2 separate regions of the Gossypium hirsutum genome follow, and region 2 is linked to region 1. The links are chromatin contacts, called in public Hi-C maps. All regions are on one chromosome and are shown on one strand. The core of a region is the stretch at or near the end of the contact, and the rest is flanking DNA. Distances in the headings are between cores, read along the strand shown. Region 1 has its middle 14 kb from the start of LOC107940538. Region 2 has its middle 4.8 kb from the start of LOC107940543.

Evidence for each region. Hi-C and Micro-C count contacts between places; a contact is called where the count stands out from the background.
Region 2: a contact with region 1 is called in a Hi-C map of leaf, with 2.9 times the contacts expected there. The contact joins two enhancer-like sites. A contact is called at or near these places in 14 of 34 Hi-C or Micro-C datasets (anther, callus, fibers and 4 more).

What each region holds. Positions count from the first base shown.
Region 1 is chrA02:5,114,576-5,122,281 of Gossypium_hirsutum_v2.1, reverse strand. No RefSeq gene overlaps it. Among protein-coding and RNA genes, the nearest start is that of LOC107940538, 14 kb to the right of the region's middle. Within about 2 kb of position 4,306, at least 1 of the 9 cell types and tissues checked has an H3K27ac peak or open chromatin away from gene starts, as enhancers often do. A contact at or near this core is called in leaf, where this site is marked.
Region 2 is chrA02:5,165,049-5,172,754 of Gossypium_hirsutum_v2.1, reverse strand. It overlaps the pseudogene LOC107940532. Among protein-coding and RNA genes, the nearest start is that of LOC107940543, 4.8 kb to the left of the region's middle. Within about 2 kb of position 3,899, at least 1 of the 9 cell types and tissues checked has an H3K27ac peak or open chromatin away from gene starts, as enhancers often do. A contact at or near this core is called in leaf, where this site is marked.

The sequences.
Region 1 (7,706 bases), core at 3,057-5,556:
GAAACGAAAATGTGGAGTCGCCACCAATCTCTTTATTTAGGTGCGATTGAGCCACCTACTAAAACGCTTTATTCAATGAAAAAAAAATTGGTTTAGGTAAAATAAAGAAAAACGGGTTCGGGAGTCGGTTACGCATGAGGAAAGGTTAGCACCCTCATTACGCCCAAAAACTGTTACCAAATTGATTTCATGCTGTCCTTATATCAAAAGTTTTTAAAAGAAAAGATTTTCCAAAAAAATGTTGAATAGCTCAAATTAGTGGTTAAAAATATCTCGTTTCAAAGATATGCAGTTTCATACCTAGTACATTAGATACTATCCCTTATACCTTTAAGATGTGATCGATTTTCGAATTTTGAAAAAAAACTCATACATTAAAATTATAAAAGGTTATCCAAATATTTGGTTCACCGGAAAAGTCATACCCAGTACGATTGAGCACGATTTTTTGAATTCCCCAAATATTAGATATTGCCTTATTTCGAAATTTTTGAATAACAGAAATTTAAAAATTTGCTTAAAAAACATTTTATTTATTTTAAAATAGACGAAATACTTAATGCATTGTAAAAAAAAAGTTAATGAATATGAAATAATATACACAAAGCACAATAAACCTCGCTTAATACATCTAACAATCATTCTGGGTATAATGTAATCAAAGATTCTTTAAGCATGGATAGTGAATAATTATTACAAAATAATAATAATAATAATAATGGGGCCAAAGTGAAAACCCGCAAAGGGCACTTTGAGACCCAAATAAGAAATGGAAAGGGCCAAAGTAAAAACCCGCAAAGGGCGCTTTGAGACCCAATAATTAAAAAGAAAGAAAAAGAGAAAAAAAGGAGAGGCCAAGGTGAAAACCCGTGAAGGGCGCCTTGTGACCAAAGGGGATTTGAGTTGAAAACCCGAAAAGGGCGGCTCAAATATGGATCCAAAGTGAGGAGACTGTGATCTTGATATACCTGAATTAACCATGAAGGGGATATGTTGTATCTTGGGGCATTGACAAAGTGCTTCTGATCTCTTAAACACATGTTGAGTTTGAATTGGTCTTCAAGAAGTTTGTACAGAGAAGCTCGGGTTGCGATAACAAGGGTACCTAGTCTTCATTTTCAGTAAATTGATTATCTTTATCCTTTCTTTTTCAAGATATACATTCCTAAATTAATGGCCATTGTTGTTCTTTTGATAATTTACTTTGAATTCAAGATTAATTTCCATTCTTGTTCATTATTACAATTTGATTGCAAGCATGTTGCATTGACATAATGATGAATGAACTAGTGATGTTCTTACAATAGAAGTTTTGCATATTACTCTAGGAGTTTCTAGATAATGCAAGAATCTGAAGTGAGATAATTGTTTGAAATACGCTCAAGTTCAATGATATATTTGATAAATCGCCTTTTTGAGATCTCTATCCAAATGATAATGGAGCAAACAGGCAGGATATAGTATTGATGATGCAATTTTATTTTTGAGAAAAAGGAAATGACGTTTATACAAAGAGCAGAAATGCACATTTGGCTATAGCACCTGAGAAGTGAGGTAGCAGATTAAACAAAGGGAAATTCAACTATGAGTTATAATGTTTTGTCTTAAAAGGAGTAGTAGAGGGGACGTTGGAATTACAGTGGGGCAAGCTCGCCAGACGAGATAGGTTGTTTCTTTGGGATACTCCTTTAAGATGATGGTTGAGAAAATGCGTCAGTAATAGCATATTAATGAGCAACGAGTGACAATACCCTAAATTGTTAAAATAGAATCATCCTCATTTTTGCATATATTATCCATAACACATTTAGTTAGGAGCATTGGGTCATAGCATCCTAATAATTTGGCATAAGCATGTGCATATAAAATAGAGTCTATAGGATAGGTCCCCAAGAGGGCGGTGTAGCAACGTTGGTAAAGATTGAAGATCTTACTTCCCTGAAGTTGCAGTGGAGTAGATCTTTGCAGATGGTGAATCTTATCTCTATGTAGCAGCAATGGAGCAGATTTTACCACCAAGCTTTATCTCTCTGAGGTAGCAAGAGAGTAGGTTGAAGAATGAGTCTTATCTTCTTGAGGTAGCAAGGAAGCAGACTAGGAATTAAAGATTTTATCTCCCTGAAGTTGCAGTGGAGAAAGTTGAAGTAAGTTGTAGTGGAGCAGATTGAAGATGGTGAATCTTATCTCCATGTATCAGCAATGGAGCAGATTTTACCTCCAGCCTCATCTCTCTAAGGTAGCAAGGGAGCAGGTTGAAGAATGAGTCTTCCTGAGGTAGCAAGGAAACAGGCTGAGAATTGAAAATTTTATCTCCCTGAAGTTACAGCGGAGCAGATCTTCGCAGATGGTGAATCTTATCTTCATATATCGACAATGGAGCAGATTTTACCACCAAGCCTTATCTCTCTGAGGTAGCAAGAGAGCAGGTTGAAGAATGAGTCTTATCTTCCTGAGATAGCAAGGAAGTAAACTAAGAATTGAAGATTTTATCTTCCTGAAGTTGCAGCGGAACAGATCTTCGTAGATGGTGAATCTTATCTCCATGTATCGGCAATGGAACAGATTTTACTTTTAAGCCTTATCTCTCTAAGGTAGTAACAGAGCAGGTTAAAGAATGAGTCCTATCTTCCTGAGGTAGCAAGGAAGTAGACTGAGAATTGAAAATTTTATCTCCCTAAAGTCGTCACAGAGCAGATTTTCACAGATGGTAAATCTTATTTCCATGTATTGGCAATGAAGTAGATTTTACCACCAGCCTCATCTCTCTGAGGTAGCGGGAGAGCAGGTCTTATCTTTTTGAGGTAGCAAGGAAGCAGACTGAGAATTGAAGATTTTATCTCCCTGAGTTTGTAGCGGAGCAGATCTTCGCAGATGGTTGAAGAATTTATCTTATCTTCCTGAAGTAGCAAGGAAGTAGACTGAGAATTAAAGATCTTATCTCCCTGAGATTGCAGCGGAGCAGATCTTCGCAAATGGTGAATTTTATTTCCATGTATCAGGCAATGAAGCAGATTTTACCACCAGCCTCATCTCTCTGAGGTAGCATGAGAGCAGGTTGAAGAATGAATCTTATCTCCCTGAAGTGGCAGTGGAGCAGATTGAAAATGGTGAATTTTATCTCCATGTATCGGCAATGTAGCATCGACAATGTAGCAGATTTAACCTATCAACCTCATCTTCCTAAAGGTGTTTGGAAAAGAGAAGCACCAAAAAGCTAAAAAGCCAAAATTGAACAAGACCAAGCAAAATCGGTTCTTTTGAAGTCTTTGCTCTATTCCCGTTACACGTCAATGAGCAAAGAGGGGCAGCTGTAGTCAACCAATTTTGCCCGGGCCCATTTAATTTATTTAAATAAACCCAAATAAATTGAAATATCTATGATCATGTCCAAATTTTACATCATCAGGCCCAAAATAATAAAAAGTAGCCCAAATACATTATTTAACCCAATTAAAGCCCAATCCTAATAAACCTAAAGTCTAGCCCAAATCCGAAAGAGCCCAGCAGAAAAGGGAATTTCAGCAGCAGCCCCTGGAATATACTAGAAGTGCACCAGAGAGACGATTTCTCACGCACAGCTTTCACGAGGGGCTTTCTCCGTACAGTCGTTGCACCATACCTGCAAAAGAATATACGAGGAGCAGCAACAGAATGTACAGCCAAATGACAGAGGGAAAATGTATTTTTATTTTTCATTTATTCTGTAAATTTGGGCTATAAAAAGCCATTATTTGTACCTTGATTCTGTAGGTACACAATATCTGTATACACGCACAAAGAATAGAGGAAAGCAATTTAAGATTGATAGAGGTGATTTCCTATTTTTCTTTTTTCTTTTCCAGTTTTTTTTCCTTTTATTTTCTTCTTGGTTTGCTCATATTTTTTTTACATAACTGGAGACCGATGAGAGCCCCAAATATTTCTGCTATGCGGATGTGAGGGCGAGAGGTCAAGCAATACCGAAACTCTTCGTATTTTATGAATCTCTTTTTGTTTTTTTTTTTTAAATAGTATGAGACTTGAGTTTCTTTTCAAATAAAGTAAAATAAAATAAAATACTTACCAAACTCCTCAATGGGTGGTCGAGTACCTACAGCAGCAGAATCGGGAATGGTTTCGCGCGCCGCTGGACACCAAATCTGATGGTGATTCGGCCGCATGCAGAAGGAACCGTAGCAAAAATTGCGTTCTGATTTCAAATTAAAAAGATGGGTGTTGTTCTGGAAAAAAAAGGTGCAAATGAAGGCCTAAGGGCACACTTTCAATGCGGCGCCGTTCCAAGGGAATTAAGACCCGCGCGCTGACCCGCTTAATTAGCAGGATCCGCACACCCATTCACAAAATGGGGAAATTGCGCATCAAATCCTTCATGTCGCGCTGGGCTTTCAATTTGCGCTTAATTTGTTTACTTTGTTTTTTTGAATTTGGCCATATAATTGTGCGTCTTTTCACTCTGATCTGTGTTTTAGTGTAGCGTTGTGGGGCGGGGTATTTACAATTTTGGTTCCTACATGTTTGTGCGCATGGCACATTGATCTTATTCTTATTTTATTTCATTTGTAAATTGTTTCTCCTATTTCAATTTTGTTTCAATTAAGTCTTATTTTTTTTTTATTTTATTGCACATACATTTTTTTTACATGCTTAATCATTGGTTGTGATATTTTGGGTCGTTTTGATAGCTGAATTTTGTAATTTTTTTTTGTTTTTGTCCTATTATTTTAATAATTGGTATATTATTTGAAGTAAAATTCATTTTGGTTTGTGTATGCTATTAATTCTATGTTTTTTTTTACATATCTTAATGTTTATATTCTTTTGAGAATTTATTATTTAAGTTGTTATTTAACGTATATTTAATACTTACATGCATCATAGAAGTCATATTGTTTTTATTCATGTAATTTTTAATAGGTTTGAATATAATTATGTTCCTAAAATTTATTACATATAATTTATGATAAAATCAAATCAATCTTATAATTCATTTTTTTATTCAATATTATTTTGAACATACAATTATCTTTAAAATTTCTTCATATGTTCATTACCCATATTAAATTATTATTTTTATAGTACGTGTTATTAATTTTGTATAAGTTATGTAAATATTTTCTATGTATATATCCTTTTTTCTAAAATTATTTATGTGTGTAATATTTTTATTATCGTGTATATTATTATTATTATTATTATTATTATTATTATTATTGTAATAATTATTCGCTATCCATGCTTAAAGAATCTTTGATTACATTATACCTAGAATGATTGTTAGATGTATTAAGCGAGGTTTATTGTGCTTTTTGTATATTATTTCATATTCATTAACTTTTTTTTTACAATGCATTAAGTATTTCATCTATTTTAAAATAAATAAACATGTTTTTTAAGCAAATTTTTAAATTTCTGTTATTCAAAAATTCTGAAATAAGGCAATATCTAATATTTGGGGAATTCGGAAAATCGTGCTCAATCGTATTGGGTATGACTTTTCCGGTGAACCAAATATTTGGATAACCTTTTATAATTTTAATGTATGAGTTTTTTTCAAAATTCAAAAATCGATCACATCTGAAAGGTATAAGGGATCGTATCCAATCGTACTGGGTATGAAACTACATATATTTGAAACGAGAGATTTTTAACCGCTAATTTGAGCTATTCAAACATTTTTTTGGAAAATCTTTTCTTTTAAAAACTTTTGATATAAGGACAGCATCAAATCAATTTGGTACCAGTTTTTGGGCGTAATGAGGGTGCTAACCCTTCCTCATGCGTAACCAACTCCCGAACCCATTTTTCTTTATTTTACCTAAACCAAATTTATTTATTTTTCATTGAATAAAGCGTTTTAGTAGGTGGCCCAATCGCACCTAAATAAAGAGATTGGTGGTGACTCCACATTTTCGTTTCAAAAAGTCGATCCCCATTGCTTTCAAAATAAAAAGGGTTTCGACAGCTTGGCAACTCCACTGGGGACTGAACAAAGAGAGTCAGGCCATAAAATTGATTGTTTGCTATCCTTTTAATTGAAAATTTGTTTTGAAAAATTATGATTCTTTTAATTGCATTTGCTTGTGTGATGGTTGTGTTTCGAGTCTTGTCTAATAAATATGGCATTACAGTGCATGACTGTTGTGGTTATACATATTAAGTGGGAGTAAGAAACTATGATTTCGTGAGGTTTTCACCTTCGTATGGGCTAGTGGATTACTTTCGGGATACATCTGTACCTATGATTCCATGAGATTTTCATCTCCGCATGGGAAAATGTATTCCCCTGAACCGAACTCAATCTATATGAGCCTATAATGGGTGAGGATTGAGGAATCTGCTGGTTCGGGTACCTTTTACTCTAGAATCGAGCTTCATATAGTGAACCTTAAGAACTATCCTTAGGTAGAGCCACGTCAAACCTTAGTCATTACCCATTTGTGTGTTATGATTATCTTTATTGTTATACTTGTATTTTATTGCGCATATTTGATACTAACTTGTGCTTTGGTTGTGTTTTGCATGACATTGCATACTAAAGGAGGTGTTGGTTCGTATTCGATTGCTAAGTTAGAAAGTTTAACATGGAGAATGAATTTCTTAGTAAAGTTGAGGATAATGAGGCCGTCCGTGCATGGTCAGAGAAGTTGCAAACCAAGAAAGGGGATAGCCTGATAGAAGGATATACATTAGAGTTGCAGAACTTTACCCGCATCAATGTAACACAGCATGAGCTGCAGGAGTTGAAGGATATATGGACTCGTTAGGATGAGGGCACTAAACAGTTATTCTACCAGAGTTATGGTGATATACCGTACTTGCTCGATGTTAAGGTGGACAAGCGTTTGTTCCGAGGTATGGCTAAATTTTGGAATGTTGCTTATAATTGTTTCACATTTGGAGAAGTAGATTTGGTTCCTACCTTAGAAGAATACACTACTTTGTTGAGGAGTCCAAAGGCTCAAGCCAGGAAAATTTATGCTGAGCTTACTAATAGTCAAACTTTTGCAAAGAGGCTGGTGAATATTTCGGGGATGAGTGAATCTTGGGTCACTGTTCGAATTCAACAGAAGGGGGATAGTAAGTGTATTCCTTAGGAAAATTTGAGAGATTTGATTTTGACGCATCCAGATGAGAAGAAAAGGTTTGAAATTTTTTCCTTAAGCATCTATGGATTGGTGATTTTTTCTAGGGCTTTAAGACATGTTGATGAGGCAGTCACTGATCTGTTTGATGGTCTCGGTAAAGGAGTCACACTTGTACCTACAATACTGGCCGAGACGTTTAGATCTTTGAGCATGTGCCGGAAGGCAGGGGAAGGTCGATTTATTGGTTGTGCACAGTTGTTAATGGTATGGTTTCACGGGCATTTTTGGAAAATAGATAAGGTATCGTACCGAATTTTCTCCGAAGGTTACTCCCGTTAAAAGAAGAGATAGCAATGCAAATGAGAGATGATATTTTGGAAGAGAAATGGATGGAAATTCTCCAAAATCTCAAGGAAGATGATGTAGAGTGGAGGGCTTTCTGGATGGTTCCTGACGAAATCTTGTATCGATGTGGAAGCTATAATTAGGTGCCATTATTAGGAACCTGGGGAGCTACTGGATATACTCCTTTACTTGTACTAAGGCAGTATAAGTCGAGGCAGTTCATACCTACGACGCACGGGTTGGCCTAGTGTGAACTTCCATATAAAGGAGACCACT
Region 2 (7,706 bases), core at 2,650-5,149, 51 kb before region 1:
CAAGTGGCAAAAGCCGATAGTTGAAGCTGAGGAAGGACTCCAATTGTTTAATGCTTAGTATAATAATTTAGAATACGAGGCAATGAAGTTGCCCACATGTTCATTGTTTTACCAAAACTGGGTTTTTCATTTATTTATTATTTTGGAACGACCTTCTATTTTAAGTCAAAGATAATCTTTACCTAATTATTAACGACACCTTTGTGTGACTTGTGGTCTAAAATTGTCAACTCCACATTGATCATGAATTTAATTGCACTAATTTGATTTTTAATTTCAATTAAATATTCAACTACAGTATATATAACAACATGGTTTAATTAATATGATCTTTTGTATTTTATATGGTTTTTCAAAACATATATTATCATCATTTTCCTAATTTATTACAATTTTCATATGAATAATCTAAACTTAATCAATAAAAATAAACTTGATTAGAGAATTACAATAGGGATTATAAGACTTAAAATCCAAAAGAAAAAAAAAGTGTCAAAAGGAAGCATTCAAATGCTTTACTGAATTTAATTTTTAATCTCATTTGATTTAAAAAATAATAAGAAGTTAGATTTGAAATATCTTAAATTCAAAGTTTGAAATTCAAATAATTTTAATATCAAATCTAAATTACTTAAATTTGAAATCATTTAGTCTTATTCTCCTTTTCTTTTTCGTAGAAAAACTTATCTACTCAATTTTTTTCAAATTAAAATTTTGTTTTATGTACAACATCGGTCTTCGAGTAAGTTACTGGTTGCGGTTTCTGTAACATTTTTTTTGTGGTTTTTATTTTGTCCAATATGTTTTTAGTAATTTTCTAGCGTGAGGTTTGCCGAACAATGTAGTCGGTTTCGGTTGCATTAGTTGGTCCGTACCATTTCATAATAAATCGAAACGACCGATTCTATTTTTTACATTGGTGTAAATTTTGGCTTGTGATGATTGCACTGCTTCATTCTGACCAATTCTAGTTGCACCGACTGGTGAATGAATAATGTTAAAAATAGATAAAATTATTATTTTAACCAACATAATTTTTTTTGGTAAACCAAACAATCGATTACATAAAATGATTCATGAGAGAGTTATCAACAAAATTATCATCCTGCAAAATATCTTTTATCCTGGAAGGAGGAGACTCGAAGATACGCAGGGAGGAACCATTAGATAGGGATATTTTAGCCAAAGCATCAGCAACCCGATTGGTTTCTCTAGGAACATAAGTCAAGAACCAATTTTCTTCCGAAGCCAAAATTTGTTGTATCCTCTTAATAAGTGCATTATTAGAACCACCAGCCTTACTTTCACTAATCAAGATCACATTCTCAAGATTATCTAAACGAATGATGACCTCATCATAGCCTTGTTTCTGAGCGATGAGCAAACCATCCAGCAAGCCCCATAGTTCAGTAGTCGCGACAGAACATTTCCCCAAGAAGTGAGAAAAATCAAGGATCCACTCCCCTTTATTGTTATGCAGCACACCACCTGCAGCAGAAAAACCAAGGATCCACATTAAAATTTTTTACTAACCAAATTTAAACAAGGTAAATGAGAAACTTTAAAATTTAGAGTACCAAAATTAATAAATAAAAAAGAAAAAAAATTATATAACAAACAAATTAAAGAAAAAAAAGACAATTTTTAAAAGCTTCACAATCACAACTATATGCATATGTTTTATTTATTAAACTTCGGTTTTATATATTTAGATTGAGATGATCTTATTGTAATATCTTTTAAATAATCTTGTGGATATATTTTTTTTTTGTTTAGTGTGTGGGATGTTTGTTTTCTCTTGTGTACTTTTTTTTTAAAATAATCTCATTATAGCCTATGATCATAATTGATCTTTTTGACACAATGCTTAAAACTACCAATAGTCCCTCTCCAGCCCATAAATAAGAGGATAATACACTTCAGCACACTCGAACCAACGTCCTCCTGTATTGGCAACAAAACCTATAATAAGATTATAATATATATATATATATACATACACTAGATTACGATACACTTACAATATGAGTAAAAAAAATTATGCAACAAATTTATAAAAAAATTGATATAAAAATTAAATGTAGCTTTGGTTGAAATGATAACATTGAGGATGTTTTGTGCTTAAGTCCCATGGTTTCTACCATGTATATGTATTTTTATGATCCATCGAAGTATTAGAAAGACTTATATACCCTCAAAATAATATCTGTTACTTAATAAAAAGAATGAACTTTTGATAATTTTATAACTGAATTTAGACCCGATTAATGACACTAATTTAATCAAATACATTATAATAATACAAATAGTGTAAAGTAATAATTTTATCAAACAAGTCAATTGTATTTTCAATTTGTAACTTGTAAAGACAGGGTGGTGATGGATAGATAGGCAGTGTCTTGGTCCTTGTAGGATGAAGAGAGCTGTTCTTGTAGGATGAATTGTCCCAACACCGAATTCAAGTTGCAGGGATGCGTAACGATGTGAATCGCATCAAAAGTGTGGTTGAGGGAAAATTAGGATTTCATGAAAGCAAGCAATGTTCAGGTCTTGACTGATGCACCAGGCTCGACGCCGGTTCTTCTGGCTACAGGTGCAAGCATTAAGCACACTTAATGAAATGGCGAAAAAGGCTAAACCAAAGGATGTCTTGTTTTTCTACTTCAGTGGACATGGAACAAGGATTCCAATCCTTCAATCTGGTCAGCCTTTCAGGCAGGATGAAGCAATCGTGGCTTGTGATTTAAATCTTATCACTGGTACGTAAATTTTCCCTTGCTGCTTTAATTTGTTCCATTCATGTTTAAATTGACTGAGTGTTTTTTTTTGTCATGATTTATTTGCCTCTCCAATTTTATAAAAAACATTATTTTAATTTTTCGTTTATTAATGTTAAACTTGTATTGTTTGTCAAATCAACTTAAAATGGATCGAAAAGTCAACATCTGTTAACTTTATTGATGTGACATATACGTGGATTGCCACGTAGATGTCACATTAGCGAATAATTAATTTTTTAAAATTAAAAATATTAAAATAATTTTTTTATAATTTTTATACTTTCTTTGAATTTTTATATTTAAACAATTAATTAATTGCAAATGTGGCAATCTACATGTGTGCCACGCCAGTTCTATCTATTTTGAGGTGATTTGACAAGTCACACAAGTTTAAGGGTTAAAAGAGGTAAAAAAAAATAAATGAAGAACTAAAATAATTTTTTTTATGAAGTTAAAGGGCCAAATAAATCATTATACCTTTTATCATTACAATATCAGAAAGAGGAAATGGATGATATGATTTGTCATCTAAGTTCACAAAAACTTTAACCACTGTTTCAAACAAGTCTTGACAAATTAACGAGAGATTTACTTTACTTATATTCATACTAGTATCTATCAGTACTATCATTTAAAGCTTTGCTTGAGTTAATCTTACTCTCAATCATGTCTCAACTCAGTTGTGAAATTATCAAAATTTTTATAAAGCAACAAATATAATTTTTAGAGTATTTTTATCTTTTTCACATATAATTTTTAAAAAAAAACATGCATATAATATGAAGTATAAGCTTAATGCCTCAAAATCTTCCTTCCTTTAAACTTTACTATTTCAAGCAAAGTGTTTGCATATGTGAACTTCCTTTCATAAATTATTGGATACATAAATAAAAACTCAACAAAACTTCCAAACTGTCAATGCAAATGTCATTAACCATGTATCGATCAAAAGCTGAATCACAATTCACCAATGAAGCCATTATTCAACCCATATCTTTCTTAGCCTTTTAGGCTAACATCAAGAATCATCTAACCCAATATTTTTAAAGGTCAAAAGCCCATATAATCTTTTTCTCTAAGCCTTTTTGAGTATGTCTCCTACCCCCAAGAGGCCTTTCTTTTAACCTAGCTCAATAATGAGGCCTTAGTTTTTTTATGGCTACATTTCTATGGAAAATGAAGGTCCATAGTCCGATAACTATTTGAAATTGATAAAATATTATTAACATGTTTGAATAACAGAGTCAAGAAAAAAGTTTAAGCTTGATCCTAATGGTTAACATATTTTCCGCTTTATATGATTGTTAATTAAATAAAAAGTTATTTTATGTATTAATTCTTACGATTTCTGCTATTGGTGGAGTGACCGCAAGTTTTGATATGTTAGAGGATATCATTATTGTTGAACCTAATATTTTGCGGGTAAAAGACTAATTGAGCAAACATTGAATAAAACAATATTGAAAGGTTCATAGACGACTGGATATAAGAGTTTATTTGATCCAATCGTACCACGTAATCCTTTTCTAGTGAGGTAGTTGTAAAAAAATGTAATTATATCTCTAAAAGAAATAAAATCTTTAAAACAATTTAAAATTAATGATGGTTAATTACAATGTAATTATTTTAATTCTCACGCTCCTCTACAAATTAAAGAATGTAATTAAAATGTTTTAATGATATTCACTTCAATGATACCACTAATTATAATAGTTATCTAAATATGTAACATATAAGTGTTTATATTCAAATTCTATTTGCTTTCTACACAATTTTCATAATCTACGGTGTCAAAACATGTAGAAGGGATTGTATGGAACTATGATTCCACGTCATCTCTACCCATTTCTAATAGGAAAATGACAAATCAGATTTTTTCTCTTGAAAATCAAGAGAAAAATCTGATTTGTCATTTTCTTATTGAAAAGAGGTAGGGATGACATGAAATCACAGTTGCATATAATCCCTTCTCTAAAACATGTACACAATTGTCAATATTAATTCAAATTTTTTGACACATGATTAAACTTTGGATAACACGCAATTGCTAGGGGAAATGAGGGTGCTAGTTCACATGCTGTAGCGGTGTTGAATGATGGAAATGAGAGTGGTACTGGTAGTTCAAGTTTACACCTCCATTATTGACAAATTTGTACCTACAATTTCATTTCAACAACTAACCCTAAACCTATTTTGTTATTTTCTTTCAAAAAGAAAAAGAAATATATCTCATACAGTCTGTATGTATGTATTTATTTTCTTTTCTTGTGGGAATGAAATGTTGGGCACTCACTCACGTGATACCACTTGGACGCTAGGAACTACATATTTACAGGGATATGAATTTAAAATTAAAAACTATATATGATTTCTAAAAGCTTATATAAATTAAAATGGTATAGTTGGTTGATTGAGTCTTAATTTGATTGGTATGAGTATTATTGTCAATGCAGGAGGACGTAAGTTCGAGTACATTAAAACGCATTATCCTCTTATTTATGAGTTAGAAAATGATTATGAATAATTTTAAGTATTATATCAAAAAGTTGAAATTATAAAAACAAAGAAATAATAAAATAGAACCACTTGTATAAATTTCGTTTTAAGAAAGAGCTAATTTTTCTTCAATATCTACTAGCACAATTGTATAAATTTCTTCTACCATGAGTAAGGCCATGTATCCATGCTCTAAAATGTCAACTAAGTGGGACCTAAATGGACCCTATTTCATTTATGAATTACTTCAAAGATTTAATAACATCTAGCTGACTAATTCGAAAGGTATTAAAACTAGAAAATGGTTTGACACTTGGGGCTAACAATAAGGCTCCTTTACCACTATAAAAAGGGCTCTTCTCATAGCACCATGGAAAGCAAAGAGCTCAATGATGGCTACTACCCATTTGCTAATATTGCTACTTGGAGTGGTGGCTCTCGCCACTCCCTCTTTTGGTACCTACGAGTCTCCCAACTATGGGAAGCCCCCTGCTCCTGTTCATAATCCTCCTAAGCTGAAACCGCCACCATATGAACATAAACCTCCGGTCTATGAACCACCAAAGAAGGAGAAGCCTGAACCTAAGCCACCAGTTTATACACTTCCAAAGAAAGATAAGCCTGAACCGAAACCACCAGTATATGAACCTCCAAAGAAGGAAAAACCTGAGCCTAAACCACCAGTTTATACACCACCAAAGAAAGAAAAGCATGAACCCAAGCCACCGATGTATGAACCACCAAAGAAGGAAAAGCCTGAGCCTAAACCGCCAGTTTATGTACCTCCAAAGAAAGAAAAACCAGAACCCAAACCACCAGTTTATAAGCCTTCAAAGAAGCCACCAGTGTATGAGCCTAAGCCACCAAAGCCACCGGTTTATGCACCACCAAAGAAAGAGAAGCCAGAACCTAAACCACCAGTACATGAGTCTCCCAAAAAACCACCATATGGTCACTATCCAGGACACCCTCCATTGGAGAAGCCTCAATAGAGAGATTCCCTCGGCTAACCATTCCCGACAACTGAGCTACTATGGCTACATAGATAAATTACTATCACTGCAATAAGAGCTGCTGCCGGCTCATGTTCTGTTTTCTTGTATGTCATGTAGTATTGTTTTCTTTTACTTGCAAGAATGCACATGGCGGTATCATTGGAATGAATGCCTATTCTGTATCTTCTTGTTTCTCAATGAGAATATCATGGTTTCAACATATATTCTATTTGCCATGCATCATATCATAGATATTTTTTTCTTATACTCTCATGCATTTGCATGTCCTTTTTGGTCATCCAAAATAGCTCCAGATCATCTCAACTTTTGTTATATATGTTCCACTCTATATGCATCGAGAAATGGTGCAGGGCAGATTTTTGGTCTAAGATAACGAAAATAGTAATGATTTATCAAAGGTATTCCATTCCTATCTTACTTAAATACCAAATATGTTACTCTAAGGATCCTTCAAATAGGTAAAAAAAAATTAAAGAATTTTAAAATATCCATATTTAGTACATGCTGTGCGAGGGATTAAATGAGGGCTTAAAATAGGTTAAAAATTAAACTCGTGTGTTGGCCTGATGGTCAAGGTATTCATCGCTTCAAGTATTGCTGTTAGGACTTTATCCTCCTCTTGTAATTCACTAAAATTTAAAAAATTATTAACTAATGTAATCATACTATTTATAATCACATAGGTGAATTTTAATTCAATACATATATAAAGACAATTTAACATGATTTACGAAGAATGATATTCAAACTTACGACATCAAAACTGTAGGATCTCAACTTTTTTTATTACTACCAAAACTTCATTTATAATTATATTAATATTATGTGGCAAATTTTCAAATCTTACCAAGGCTATGAAATTGCCTTCAAGGGTATGCCTAACTGTGGGCTATTTATCCATGGACGGCCCCCCCCCACAACCCCACCATTCCGTTTGAGAATATGCTGAAAAATTCCAGCTTATTAAATATTTAGAGGTTTAAAATGGTAAACAAGAGTCAGAGTCACCTGCGGCGACTTGTGTAAATACAAATTAATGTCAAATCTTTGAAATAATTAGCCTTTTCCTTTGAATTTCCTGCACTGTGTCTTCCTGTTTTGTTATTGTTTCCAAAAAGTTAAATTTTGTGGAAGGTGTGAATTTAATTAAATTTTTTTTCAATCATCAAATAATAATTGTTAAATTTATTAAGTTTTTTTATTTTTAAAATTTGATATTCCGAACATAATTATCATATGTGTAATGTCATGTCAACTAGTTATTTTTATTTATTACTCACTAAAAATTCAGTTGATGGATCAACAACTAGCATTTCTATCGAGACTGAAATTTTAAAATTTGAAAAGTAAAGAGACTTAAATTATTAATTAAAGAATATGGACCGAATTTACAACTGTACACATAATATAAAAT